2 separate regions of the Mus musculus genome follow, and region 2 is linked to region 1. Evidence: chromatin contacts called from public HiCAR-type data. All regions are on one chromosome and are shown on one strand. Each heading gives the region's core, a stretch centred on a gene start, on an enhancer-like site or on the middle of the called end of the contact. The rest is flanking DNA. Distances are from core to core; before and after follow the strand shown. Region 1 holds the start of 4930448E22Rik (a long non-coding RNA gene). Region 2 holds the start of Cadm1 (cell adhesion molecule 1).

Region 1 (7,280 bases), core at 845-3,344:
CAGTTGAAGCTAGAGAGGGTTCAGTGGCTAAAAGGACTTGTTGCACAAACACGAGGACCTGAGTTTAGATCTCATCACCCACCCATAACAAGCCAGGCTTGGTCTCCTGCCTGCATACCTGTCATCCCAAACTGTGAAGGTGGTAAGGCGGACACAGGAGAATCCCTGGGCATGATGTCAGCCAGACTGACTGAAAACTTTGAGCTCTGGGTTTGAGGAGAAACCCTGCCTCAAAGGAGCAAAGCAGAGTGCTAGAGGACAGTTGGCACCCACCTTTGACCTGTGTGTGTACCTGTGTATACGTGTGTGAGTATACCACAAACACAATACACACACTAATAAACATATCTATATATAAACAAGAAATGCAAAGATACAGTTGTCTCTATTGGAACTACCTAGAGCAAATCAAATGTCATCAGTTTCCAACTGGATCCTTTTCACCTCACAGAACCAACTACAAGACCAAGCATCGATAGAGGAGCTAGAGAAAATACCCAAGGAGCTAAAGGGAACTGCAACCCTATAGGTGGAACAACAATATGAACTAACCAGTACCCCGGAGCTCTTGTCTCTAGCTGCATATGTATCAAAAGATGGCCTAGTCGGCCATCACTGGAAAAAGAGGCCCATTGGTCATGCAAACTTTATATGCCCCAGTACAGGGGAACACCAGGGCCAAAAAGTGGGAGTGGGTGGGTAGGGGAGTGGGGGGAGGGGTATGGGGGACTTTTGGGATAGCATTGGAAATGTAAATGAGGAAAATACCTAATTAAAAAAATTATCATAAAAAAAAAAGACCAAGCATGAGACCAAAGGAGACTAACTCTTGGTCAAGAGCAGGAGAAGCAGGCAATATGCTCTAAAATCAACTGCTCTAGATGCTGGGGATCCAGAAGTTATAGCTCCAGGTAAGACAAAATGAGGGTGAGCAACAGGCTGGTAATGGAGGGAATTGTGTGTGTCTTCTGGGAGTGGATAGAGCTTTCCCAGGAATTCTGGGGCCACCTCCTTTGGCTCCTTGGATGGTTCTTTCTAGTTGTCATCACAGCAATTGTCAACTGTCAAGACACTGGAGTATGTCGTTTAGTGTGGGGATGACATTATAATTAAGTTCACAGTTATCTGGCAGCCATCTTAGATGGCATAGGGAGAGACACTTCTGCATGCAGGCATCTTGTCCTCAGAGACTGTGGTGGCTAATCTTGATTGTCTACTCGATGGGCTTTAGAATCACCATGGAAACAAATCTCTGGTCACATCAGTGAGGGATTATCTACATTAGGTTAAGGGAGTTGGAAGACCCAGCCTAAGTGTGGGCAACACCATTCCTTCCATGGGCTGGGGTCACTCCATGGCCTGAGGTCCTTCCATGGGCTGGGGTCATTCCATGGGCTGGGGTCATTCCATGGGCTGGGGTCCTTCCATTGGCTGGGGTCCTCCCATGGCTGGGGTCCTCCCATGGGCTGGAGTCATTCCATGGGCTGGGGTCCTTCCATGGGCTGGGGTCCTTCCATGGCTGGGGTCCTTCCATGGCTGGGGTCCTTCCATGGGCTGGGGTCCTTCCATGGGCTGGGGTCCTTCCATGGCTGGGGTCCTTCCATGGGCTGAGGTCATTCCATGGGCTGGGGTCATTCCATGGGCTGGGGTCCTTCCATGGGCTGGGGTCCTCCCATGGGCTGGGGTCCTCCCATGGACTGGAGTCATTCCATGGGCTGGGGTCCTTCCATGGCTGGGGTCCTTCCATGGCTGGGGTCCTTCCATGGCTGGGGTCCTTCCATGGCTGGGGTCCTTCCATGGGCTGGGGTCCTTCCATGGCTGGGGTCCTTCCATGGGCTGGGGCCATTCTGTGATATGCTTTCTGGGATTGAATAAAAAGGAGAACATGAGTGAGCACATGCTTTCATCTCTTTCTACTTCTTAACTAGAGACACAGCGTGAACGTTGGCTTCTTCTGTCCGTGCTGGTGTGACTTTCCCACTAGGGAAGGACTGTCTCCCCTAGCACCCTGAGCTAAAACACACCCTTCCTTTCCTAAGTTGCGTTTGTGCAGTATTTTTGTAGCCGTCACAATCAACTGATCCCATGACCGAGCAAGGAGAAAAGCAGCTAGGCTGTGTAGGTCAACTCTTCTCACAGCCCAGTCTGCTGAAGAGGGTAACTTACTCTCTGACGGAATGGTTAAGCTCCTCCCCCACCCGCCAGAAGTCCTGCTGTGAGCTCCTCTCCCTCCACCTTGAGTTTCAGAGTTCAGTGCAAATTTGAGTTCTTAGTTTGTGTCAAGGAGTGTGCTAAGACGCTCCCTCGACATCTCATCGCTCACCCCAGGAGGTGGCTCCTCAGTACCCCCCATTTGACAGATGAAGCTGGGGAGCAAAGGACCTGGGACAAAGAGACTTAGCTCCTCTCTGCTACCCTGCCTGGGCTCTCGAGGAGAGAGAAGGATTCGTGCGCTCTCTCCCAGCTGCTCCAGCAGAAGGGCTGGAACTAGTGCCGCTGTTCTTAGAGTCCAAACCGCTGGCTTTGCACCCACTCCCACATGTTACGTACGATGGCCTGGGCAAGCCACCTGTCTTGTCTCCTGACCGTAAAAGAGAGGGCAACGGTGTCGCCCAGCTTCTCTGTCATAACGGGGGTGAACTGAGATGCACTTGTCTAAGGACAGAAAGATTGCTTAGTAGTTGAGTGGTTGCTGCTCTTCCAGAGGACATGAGTTCAATTCCCTATAACCACATGCCCCTCCCCCACCCCCACCCCCACCCCCACCCCCGCATGAAAATGCCTGTAACTCCCGCCTCAAAGAATCGGATGCCCTCTTCTGGCCTCCGTTAGAAACTGCATGCATATTGTGAACCCACACCGATACGCAGTACACATTAATTAAAAGTAAATTAAGTCTTTTAAAAAGGAGAGATTTGTCAGGGTGACCCTGAGCCCGATGACCCCCACGTTAATCCACTGCAGCCGGAGCCCAGGAAAGTCGAGCAAACGAGGTGATTCCTGCCACAGCTGGGAGGGGGCTGAGTCTCTCCAGATTCATGAGCTAAGTTCAAGTCCTCAGATCTCCCATCAGGCCTGGAGTCACTCTGTAAAATGATTTGTGAAGTGACAAGCAAAAATATATTACCAATTTAAGAGTGTGATTTGCCTGCAACTTTTTAATCCTCCGGCTGTTGTTGAATAGATTAAAGTGTCTGCTTTGATCCATGCATTTAGATGGAGACATAAATATAGCCATCACTTATTTTCCCAGCCGCAGGGATGGGTGTCGTGCTGTGTCTCACAGGCTTCCGACCCCGCCAGGGTACGGCAAGAGAATGACCTTTTTGCCATTCAAATCTCTCTTGCATTTCAGCCCTGACTTTTCAGCTCCTGACCGGGCCTATCAGCAGCCTCCTAATTCGATCACTGCTCACTCCAGGAAACAGTCACCAGGAAGGAGGTCCGGCGCAGGCGGGAAGCAGCGGCCGCGCAGTGCCCTGGTGCTGTGAACTTCCCCTGGCTCGCCAGAGCCCTGCAAAAATAAATCTCCGGAGAAATAGATTTTGAAGAGGAATTCGGCACATAGATCTTCTGTCAGCGGAGCAGACTCTGCCTCAGCCGTTTTTCAGGCTCGCTGAGTATCCAGAAATACATCTATTTTTACATGGCTCTCTAGCGAGAGTTCCTCTTGCCTGGAGGGGTAAGAGGCCGTGGAAGGAGTCAGAGGATGGGAGAGGAGAGGGGTGCGGGCACTGACTGGAGAAGGACAGGGAGGTGACCGTGCAGTGCTGGTCTTCCCGGTTTTCCTGCATCCTGCAGGACCTTGGGTTTGCCAACCAAGTTTGGGTTTGCCTCGTCGCTATGAAGGCTCTGTGTGTCCCTTGGCCCACCGGACCCATCTTAGTAACAGGCCTGATGTCCCCGGAGAAGACAATACACTACGGCAGTTTGGCGCGCGCGCGCACAAAGAGCTGCAGCACCGCCCGGGGCTCACTGTTTTGTTCTCGGCCTAGCTGTCGCGGTGAACAGCAGGAGCCATGGACCAGATGGCTGGAGGGAGGTGCGAGCGGATCGCACTGGCAGGCAATTAGGCCTCAAACAATGGCCCGTGAAATGTCAGAAGTGGCAAGGAAGGGTCGTGGTGGAACAGCGGGATGACAACGTAAGGATGGCGCCAGGAACCCCGGAGACAGTTCCTGCTTGCTCCCACAGGCCCCTCTGGCAGAGGGAACACTCAATGACCCTTCTCCCCAATGCCCACGCAGACTCCTCTGAAGATAAAGAAAAGGCTGAGGGGAAGCTATAGTGCAGATGGTGAGCCCCAGGTGTAGATCGGGTCAGTAGATGCTGGCACCAAATAAAACCTGTCATGACGATACACACATGCGATCCCAGCACTTAAAGAGGCGGGAGGAGGATCAGGAGTTCAAGATCATCCATGGCCACATGTATAGTGAGTTCGAAGGCAGCCTTAGATATAGGTGACTTCAAAAGGGGGCGTGGGAGAGAGCGAAAGAACCGGGGGGGGGGGGGATTGAAAGAGAAACAGGAGAAGGAAACAGTGCTGGAGAAGGAGCAATGAGAGAAGACAGGGAAGGGAGGTGAGGAGAGAGAGTGTGGAGAGGAGAGGAGTAGGAACCGCCCCTCCCGGTGGCTGCCAGCAACCACGAGAACCCCACACCCACTAGATGCTGGGGTTAAAGTGAGGCTAAGAGATGGCGACACCCACCCCCTTGGCCACCACAACTAAGAATTATGTAGAGTAATTAATCAAGAGCTAATGAGAAATGTGTTTTCTCTCGCAGCCTAGCCCCACATCATATTCTTATTAGCGGAGGTTATTACAATAGTAATCAGCGTGCTCCAGGCGCAAATTGGGTTTTTTGCTCCACTGCCACCAATTTAGAAAACCATTAATGGCAAGATAAGGCCCCCGTGGCTCACACCGGGCCAAGCCTGGGAACCTGCAGCCAACTCTCTGCTCATGAACCTACACGCCCATGCTCCAGGGGGCGCTCGAGCAAGCATCCTGGCTCTTCTGGGACGACAGAGAAGAAAAAGCCAACCGCTTTCTAGGAGGTGCTGTACCTGCGGGACCATAGAACTTTCTCAAATGTGAATCCTATACAACAGTCACTTGGATGAGACAACCTCATGGAACAAAACATTAAAGCCAAGTTTGCCACTAGAGCCAGAGCGCCATATACTGTGCCCTTGAGTCCTGCTTCAAGCCAGTCTGCTAGAAACGCTTAGGTGAATCTATAGCTCTTAGGCAGGAGGTTGCGATCAGACACAAGCCCTGGAACAAGTTTCTATCAGTGAAAAGAGTGGAGAGTTAAGAGTTTGGGGTTTTTCTTATAATAATAATAATAATAATAATAATAATAATAATAGCCGGGCGTGGTAGTGCACACCTTTAATCCCAGCACTTGGGAGGCAGAGGCAGGCGAATTTCTGAGTTCGAGGCCAGCCTGGTCTACAGAGTGAGTTCCAGGACAGCCAGGACTATACAGAGAAACCCTGTCTCGAAAAACCAAAACCAAAACAAATAATAATAATAATAAAAAAACTTGTTATTTACTTATTTGTGTGTATACCACAGCACTCGCATGAAGATCAGAGGACTTCTCTCCTTCCACCATGAGGGGCCAAGAGATTGAACTCACGTTGTCAGGGTTTGGAGGCAAGAACCGTCATGTTTGGCAGCAAAGACCTCTACCTACTGAGCCGTCACCATAGCCCTGCTGAGATAGTTTCATAACGATAAATGCACTCTACTTTTTGATGATGTTCTCAGTTCCAAAATTGTCTCCCTGTGTGCGTGTGTGTGCGCATGTGTGTGCGCATGTGTGTGCGTATGTGTGTGTGTGTGTGTGTATGTGTACTTACTCATATGTCTTTTTATGTACAAAAGATAGGTTCCTTCATGTATAGTTGGAGAAGGGCTGGGTGATCTGACTGGGAGGAAAAGAAAGAAAACCAGGAGTCACGTCTCTTCTGCCCCCTTGTGGGATCCTGGATCAAACTCAGGTTGTCAGGACTGCATGGCAGGGTCTACTTGCTGAGCTGCCTCACCAGTCCCCTTTCCTTTTTCAACATGTAGAGGCCAAGTATGTCCCTGGTTCTACACAGCAGACAAAGAGTTAAGAAGCAACAGCTATACTGCAGTTAAGTCCTGCCTTTTGTTTGTTTGGTTGGTTGGTTTGGTTTTGGTTTGAGACAGCCTTTCTCTCTGTAGCCCTGGCTATCCTGAAACTCACTCTGTAGACCAGGCTGGCTTTGAACTCACAGAGATCCAGCTGCCACTGCCTCCTGAGTGCTGGGATTAAAGATGTGCACCATCATCACCCAGCTTAGTCATTTCTACCGGTCACTATTATTTAGTTAGTGTTACTTAGTTCCTTGAATATGTTGTCCACAAAAATTCTCTCAAATAATTAACTACTTCATCCTGTGGAATAAAAGATTTGAGTGAGGCAGACCTAAGTTTGAAGTCTGTCTACTTATCACTGGCTTTTGGTTTGGGATTTTATTTATATACGTGTGTGTGTGTGTGTGTGTGTGTGTGTGTGTGTGTGTGTGTGTGTGCATATGTGTATATGTGTATGCACACATGCATGCAGGTACCCACTGGAGCCAGAAGAGGGTGTCAGGGCCCCTGGAATTACAAGTAGTTGTGAGCCACACAATGTGGGTGCTAGATGTGGCTGCTAGACATGTAAGCTAGACATGGGATCTAGGAATAAAATTCGGAAATAACAAGCACTCAACCACTGAGCTATCCCTCCAACCTGTCTGTCTAGTTTTGAGAAAAGCATTAGCCTGCTAAAGCCTCCATTTCTTCATCTATAGAATGGGACTGTACCTCCATGTTCTTTGAAAGTTCCAAAGACATATCCCTGTGTGCTTTGGTAAATACAGAGCACCTGGAAGTCTCAGGCACTATTTGAGATGCAATATATGGAGAAAGGACTCATCTGGGGATCTCCCTAAGGATGCCCGAGAGACCAGCAGGTATGATACAAAAGAGAATTAGCCATTTGACATAAGAGAGACATGAAGATCATACAGGTGCATGCCAGGCAAGAGGGATCCTGAGCCTAGAGGTTGCCTGTCAGTGCTATGAGCATTTAGGAAGGGGGCTACCTCCAGACAAGCTTGGGCCAACTGGTGGAGGAGATGGCCCAAGTCTGAGAAGACATATGGGATGAAGGCGGGGGTTGGGGTGAGGGCGTCTCCTGCATGGAGTGGTCCAAACAGAATCCTGGAGATGTGAACAGTGAGGCTAGTGGCCTCTC
Region 2 (6,941 bases), core at 2,476-4,975, 1.2 Mb before region 1:
TCAGTCTCAACAGGTAGCTACCACGCAGTGTCTTCAGATGAGAGCCAACAATGGCGGCAAAGATTTCAAAAATCTCCTTTGAAACCTGAGAGAGAGCCGTTGGGGCTTTGGAGGGAGTGGAGAGACAGAGATGCAGGTAGTGAGTAAGGGACCAACTCCGGTAAGAATAGGAAGTCAGGAAGTAAGAGAGGAAGCCCCAGTGCCCTGTAAGTTATCATCTTCCCTGCCCGATACCCCTTCACCAGGAAAGCCACTGGGGAAAACTGGATAAAGCATGTACAACATCCATATGAATAAAGCTCTTTGTTCCAGAGAACTGCCTGCTCTTTTATTCCCCCCTTTTTCGTATTTGTTCATTTCAAAAGATTGCTCAATGGGTCTCTTGTTCCTCCAAAATGTCCGGGGCAAATAATGCAAGCTTGTCTCGTCACACAAGTCACTAAATGAAGCCTTGTGCGTCTCCAGTGACACACTGTAAATATAAAGTGGCATTAATGAGGGATATTTTATCGAAGCTATCACAGGCAAGTGCAAGTCCCTACTGTGACTATTCAATTTTATGCAGGAATGGCAACAATAGCAGGGCGTCACTTTTGCAAAGTCCCTGTCCCCGGTATGCAAGCCCCAGTCGACTACAGCAAGCCAGGACTAACTGCCACCTTCACAAACCCCCCACCCATCAGCCATCTTCTCTAATCCTAAAAAGAGTAAGAGCGGGTTGGACTACTACAGGTCCCTTCAGGATCCCAAACAGCAGCATGCCTGCACTCTAAACCTGACAGGAGTGATTAACAACGTGCAGGCAATCCTATTTTGGATGCACTTCATACAGGTCTGTTTCATCCAAACACCACAGGAGAGATGGGAGTAGATTTTCTCTGAGATGGGGGTGAGGGATGGGGAACAGGGAGAAAGAATTCAGTTACAAAGGCAAACAGAACCAGGAACCCAATACACAATAGCGGGACTTGGCTCGCTCAGCAAGGATTCGAATGAAACAAACGTAATGAAGTTAGAAGGTAGCACCAACAGGTTTCTTTAAAGGCAAGGAATGAGAAGCAGAGAAAGCTTTCCCTGAGAAAGCTTTAACTTAACATCTGAGGGAAAGAAGTCCTAAGGAGTCCACCTGAAATTGATCCCTGTGGTTTGGAATCTAGGGCTTTGCTAAGACTCTCTCTCAAACTGTATACATACATACATCCATGCGTGCATACATACATATACACACACATATAAACATACATACACACACACCACACTCACGACATTAAAGAAAGTCATCTCATTCCCTCGCTACAAATCAAGCCCAATTACTTTCTAATTTGAACACAATCTGATAAGCGGCGAACAAACAGGGATGTACACAAGAGCAAGAAGCTGCTTCCATGGTAACTGGCAACAGAATTTTCTTGTAGCTTTGACATGCACGGTTGAGTTCCAGACCGTTCCTAAGTCAGCACACATCCCTCGTCGGGAAGGCAACTTCTCATCCAGAGATAGTACAAATATAGTAGTGTTGTTACTACCCAGAGCCTTCAATGAGCAGGCTTGACAAGGGAGGCAGAATCTAATCCTACTCTGCTGGTTTAGTGGCATTGCATGGCTCCCATTTTTAGTCGAAAAGCAATATCCCGGGCCAGCGCTTCCCTCCCCCACCCTTGGTTCTGCAGCCAATACAAGTCTATTGTTGCCTCTGTAATGCGCCAGTTACCCAGCCTTTACTCACGCTCACGTTTAACTGACACTGGCGCTTTTTACAATGCAGCACGAGGGATCTCTTTCGGGAACACTCTATCGAACCCTTCCAGTCAGTGGCATCACCAGAAATTAAGTTGTAACCACACCGGCTTCGGTTAAACCTAATTATCTTGTAACTCATAAATTAAGAATTCACAGAAGAAAAACATATAAACATCCGGAGACAGAACGTAGCATGGAAGACAAAATTCTCAAGCTGGAATGGAAGGTGCTGCCAGGATCCCACCCTTAGAACCTCAATTGGTTCTTCAAGCCGAGTTCCTCCGCAAGCCTATTTTATAATGGGGGTGGGGGTGTCAAATCAACCAACCTGGCATCCCCTAAAATCCGAAGCTAGCACTCCCAAGCACCCCCACCCACCCCCCAACAGCACGTCTCCTGCGGTGTTTACATAACTATGTGTCCTCTAGCGTGTAAACAAAAGACACAACCCAAGCAGAAAGGCGCCCCCGGAACCGCAGGCTGGCTGGCCCAGCGCTGCATCCTCCCGGGCTGGGGGCTCCGCAGGTGGGGGATGAGCTCGCAGCATCCTCCACCACTTGTTGCTCCCAGGTCCTGCAGCTCGGAGCTGCGAGGGGTTTTGCAGGCACAGAGCCCTAGCGCATCCCCTCGCGCAGAAGCCCTCTCGCCACCGCCCGGTGCAGCTCGGTCCCGCCGGTCGCCAGGAGGCAGCGGCAGGCGGTACAGCAGCACGGGGACACCGTGCGGCGGGCAAGAGCGGCGAGGTGGCGGGAAGGCGGTCGCAGCGCGGCCGGCCTCTCCGGTGGGGAAGAGCTCCGGCTCCCTTTTGTTAGCAAATGCAAACACTGCCCTCTTCTTTCGCGACCGCGCCAACGCGCCCCGCACCGGGGCAGCCACACGCGGGGCTCCTGCCAAGCGCTCGGCGTCTTCAGGGAAGGCGCGGCGCTCGCCGAGCCGCCGCCACCCGGGCAGATTCTCAAGACGGCCGGCCACGCGGGGAGCGCCCCGAGGCCCGCAGGGCGCACGCCGGGCCGCAGAGGCCGCGAACGCCCCCGCCACCACCTGCGGGCCGCTTGCCCGAAGGACGCGCAGCCGGGAAATCCCGGATCCCCACTCGCGGCAGAGGCCTCGGTGGCGCGGACAACCTGCGGGCTCCAAGAGCCCTCCTGCAGCGGCGGCGACGAGCGGCCGCCCCCGAGCCGGGAACTTTCCCTGCCTGGATTCCAGCCAAGCCGACCCGCAGCCTAGCGGAGGGGGCCGAGGGGCAGCGTTCGGCTGGAGGGAAACACGAGAGGCGTGCAGAGCTCTCGGGCGGGGGACCTGGCTGCAGAGCGCGGGCAAGCCGGGAAGAGGACACGACGGTGGGGATGTCCTGGGGACCCGCGAAGGAGAAAGCTTCGGGGAATGGAGAATCGATCGGGGGGGCGAGCTGGAACGGAGGGGGCGAAAGCTTAGCCCAGGGACACAGGAGGACCTGCAAGTTCCAGGGACGAGAGCGAGTTTCGGAGGGTCCGGAAGGTTCGGGGCGCCTCCGAGGGCTCCCCTTCCCCCCACGCGCTAGCCCCCGGCCCCGAGCCCACTCCACTCAGCACCCCGCGCTACGCCAGGAAGAAGAGGTGTGGGTGCAGCCATCCCTGAGGGCGCCCATCCGCAGCCGGCGGATAGGAGAGAAGGGGCGCCGACCCCTCGGCCCCTTCCATCGCAGCCCCGACTTTCCTTGCCACGCTCCCGCCGCTTTGGATTTAGGAAGTGGGGGAAGGTTGTCATGGAAACGTCCCCCCTTCCATAGCTACGGCTCCTGGGGGTGCCCGGGGGGGTTTTCGGGACCAATCCGCGGGTGCCCACAACCTACCTGTGGGGATCAGTGCCGCGGCCGAAAGGAGCAACAGCAGGAGCCGGAGCCGGAGCCCTGGAGGCGCCGCCGCCGCCGCCACAGCCGCTGCCGCCGCACACTGGGATCCGCTCGGCAGCACAGCACTCGCCATGTCGGGCACCTGCCTCAGACTGGCGGCGGTGGCTGCCTCCCGAGCCCGAGCGGACAGCTAATGAGATGCTAATGAGATGCGCTGGAGGCGGAGTCAGGAGCGACCAATCGTGGCACCTCGAGCCCAACCCGGCTCTCCGAGAACTAGCCCCCTCCCCCACCCCGCCCCCTGGCGCTAGCGTTCGGCCGCGCGCCCGCGCCACCTAGGGGCGGGGCCGAGGGGCGGGGCCTATGCAAATATGTTTACGTTAAAATTCGGCCTCGCTTCCCCGAAGGAGGAGAACCTGTACTGGCCCGCGTCCGGCTCGGTGGCTGGGGAGGGGGTTGCGGCTTCAGGAGGCGGGTCTCTCGCTTTCGTGCACCTTTACTAGGAACCTTTACGCCACTCGCCGCGGCGGACTCCTGGTCGGAGAGTCTGACCGCGAGATTCCTGGGCCGGGGCACTGCGTGGGCATCGGCCTATCGAAGTCATACGTTACAAAATTTCCTTTCCCTCACCTTGCACGAAGGAATAAGATCTTTGGGAAACCCGGGAGTGGAGAGTGCGAATGCAGGTCCCCGGATTGACAAAACAATCTGAGAGAAGTGCATGCGTGCTTTGCACGTCCGGCGGAGCAGGAGAGCCCGCTCAACAGCCTAGCGGCAGACTAGGGGATAGTTGGAAGACTGAAGCTGTGGAGTCGGGGTTCTGGGATTTTCAAGTGGATGTTTGGCTGTAGATTCTGGGGAAAGGTAAATCAAGGTGGGTGTGCTCAGGCTTCCCAGCTTGTTGGAAGTGTCCTTCCCATGTTTAGTAGATTATAGCATATAAGTAATATGGAATATTTAAGATTACACGCACACAAAAGCAAAAAAAAAAAAAATCTACCGGTCAGGGTCGTGGGGAAGGGAATGTAGGGAACCGAGGCAGTGATAGAGTCAGTCGAGTTCCTCTTCCAGGGCTCGGTTCAATTCCCTTCTCTCCTATGCTTCCAGTCCTTTCTAAGGCATCTAGAGACCAACAGGTCCTCACTTTAGTTGTGTCTCAGAGAGGTTCTCCCGCTGACGGGACTTGCATGCATCTCTGGACACACTTCCTCCCTCCCCGAAATTATCTTTGATTTCTTTTCAACAAGGCAGCCGGCTCTCTTGTTTGTCTGCCTTTTAATTACTTATTTTCTTTCCCTCTAGAAGACCGTGTGTGCTCTGACCCTCTGTTGCTCAAGCATCAAATTGAAGGACGAGCCGTATTAAGTGTAAAGGTTTATAATAATTTAAGTATTCATAGAATGCAGAACAATAAGATGTAGGAAATACAATTTGCATAATAAATATCAATATCACAACAGCTAAAACAAACCATGACAAATTATATGTGGCTAAATGACCAAGAGATTACTGAATGTAAATTGCTGAATCTGAACTATAGTCTAGAAGAGCTGTACCAAGCCCTCTGTCCTCATGTTGCAAATAAATTAAAAATAAATAAATAAATATCAAAAGGAAGTTAAGATCGGCCAACCCATCAAATGAGTTACACATTAAAGCAGCCTCATATTATCCATTATGCATAAACTAATTTTCGAAACTGCCCTGTCTCCACATCCCTGGATCTTCTGCTCTGTAATTACAGGCCCCAATGCACGAACTGCAAGCAGTCCTCCAGAAGTGGAGAAAGCTCCAGTAGGCAAATCACAGTATACGAGGCAGAAAACCAACACCATGTGACCGCCAGGATAATGCCCAGTCTGCAAAAGCCAGAAGTGAAACTACCTAGATTAGACGTGATACAAAGCAGATTTCTACCAAAATCAGAATGAAAAACTCAGAGACTGTTTATTCTGACAACAGGACAGGACGGACTGCAAAGTCAGATCCTATATGTCAGCCACAACAGTACAGAGCCGGACACTCAACAATATTCACTATTCTTTATAGTACTGCTACTATAAAGACCTTGAGCTGATATCAAGTTTATAGTTAACAAAGGACTATTGTGACCTTGAGTTCTTATCAAGAAATTCTTGTGCACAATCTTCTTTAGTCTCTGAAACTACCTTCAAAATTGATACTATTTATTTTCCCCATTTTTTTAAATATAGCATGGTTAGAAAAATTAAGCACCAGCCTTTTAAAAAAAATCACAATTTCTAATTGCAGACAGAGAGGCAGAGCCTTCACAACTAACCACGATGCTGCACTGTGCCTCAATAAATATGTGTTAAGTGAAGGAATACATTTCACATCATGATGCATGAATAATAAGCAAAGGAGAGCTGTATTTTTAACATAAGGTGAAAATATGCCAGCAACCCAGAAACGTTTTTTGAAAATAACAGGATTGCAGCAGACTCCTAAGGAAAAGCATTGCTCCTGAGGCTGAGGCTCCAAGAGAATCTAGCCAGGCCCGAGTCCTCCCACTCTCAGCACGCAGTATGGGGGACATTGGAAGATGTGGAGTGTTTTCGTCTCCCTTCATTCTCTTGGCACATCAAATGAACACCTACTCAAATTTCCAGTTGGCAAAGAACAACATGGGACATTTCTATAGGAAATGCCAATGCTGTGTGGCTTACCTCACTGGAAGAATGCAAACGCCTTTAAAAATTTCCTCAGAAATGCCACCTGCCATGGAGAAGTTGAGGAAGTTAGCCCATCCAGTTTTACCAGGTATGGAAACTGAGGACTGATAGCCTCTTCTTCCACACCAGGATCTTCCTGAGAACCAGAGGTGAGACTCCTGGACAGAGCAAGCTGTTGTTCCTCTATCCCCTAACCGTACTCCCCTTCCACCCCCTCCCCACTTTCACACCAAAGATGTCACCAAGCATTTTAACATATGGAACATGTGAGGAGCGCATCAAATTCCCACAGCCGCTAAGTACAAGTTATGACTAGCCTGGCTTTCTCATAGTAAAGCGCGTCATTTTCTGCTCCGCGGACTAGAACTCATCGCCAGGAACAACTTCCAGCATTTTCCCCTCGCTACATGGATTGAACCAATTTTAAAAACCAGATGGTGTTTTTGCCATTTATAACTGATAATCAATTGTTTTGTGAATTTAATTTTTTTTTCAAGAAAGAACTGAAATACTTATCAGAATTACAATCTGGGCACAACTTGTGTTAGAGCGAAGTGCCAGAAGTACCAAAGCCCTAGTCTCTCTCTCTCTCTCTCTCTCTCTCTCTCTCTGTGTGTGTGTGTGTGTGTGTGTGTGTGTGTGTGTGTGTGTGTGTGTGTGGGTGTGTGTGTGAGTGG

The links. HiCAR-type assays count read pairs that join an accessible place to other places.
Region 2: a HiCAR-type map of astrocytes shows a contact between it and region 1, with 5 times the contacts expected there. The contact joins the promoter of Cadm1 here to the promoter of 4930448E22Rik in region 1. A contact is called at or near these places in 1 of 39 promoter capture datasets (hippocampal neurons), 2 of 484 Hi-C or Micro-C datasets (both in embryonic stem cells) and 8 of 115 datasets of contacts at active chromatin or transcription factors (VIP interneurons, astrocytes, differentiating embryonic stem cells and 5 more).

Annotation. Positions count from the first base shown.
Region 1 is chr9:46,325,607-46,332,886 of GRCm38.p6, reverse strand. 4930448E22Rik (a long non-coding RNA gene) reads left to right here and starts at 2,094. Exons shown (of 4, transcript XR_379345.4): 1 at 2,094-2,157; 2 at 3,356-4,144; 3 at 4,788-5,235; 4 at 5,585-6,221. Gm39329 (a long non-coding RNA gene) reads right to left here and starts at 3,922. Exons shown (of 2, transcript XR_870704.3): 1 at 3,128-3,922; 2 at 1,252-1,861.
Region 2 is chr9:47,527,136-47,534,076 of GRCm38.p6, reverse strand. Cadm1 (cell adhesion molecule 1) reads right to left here and starts at 3,725. Exons shown (of 11, transcript NM_207675.2): 1 at 3,572-3,725. The coding sequence starts at 3,704.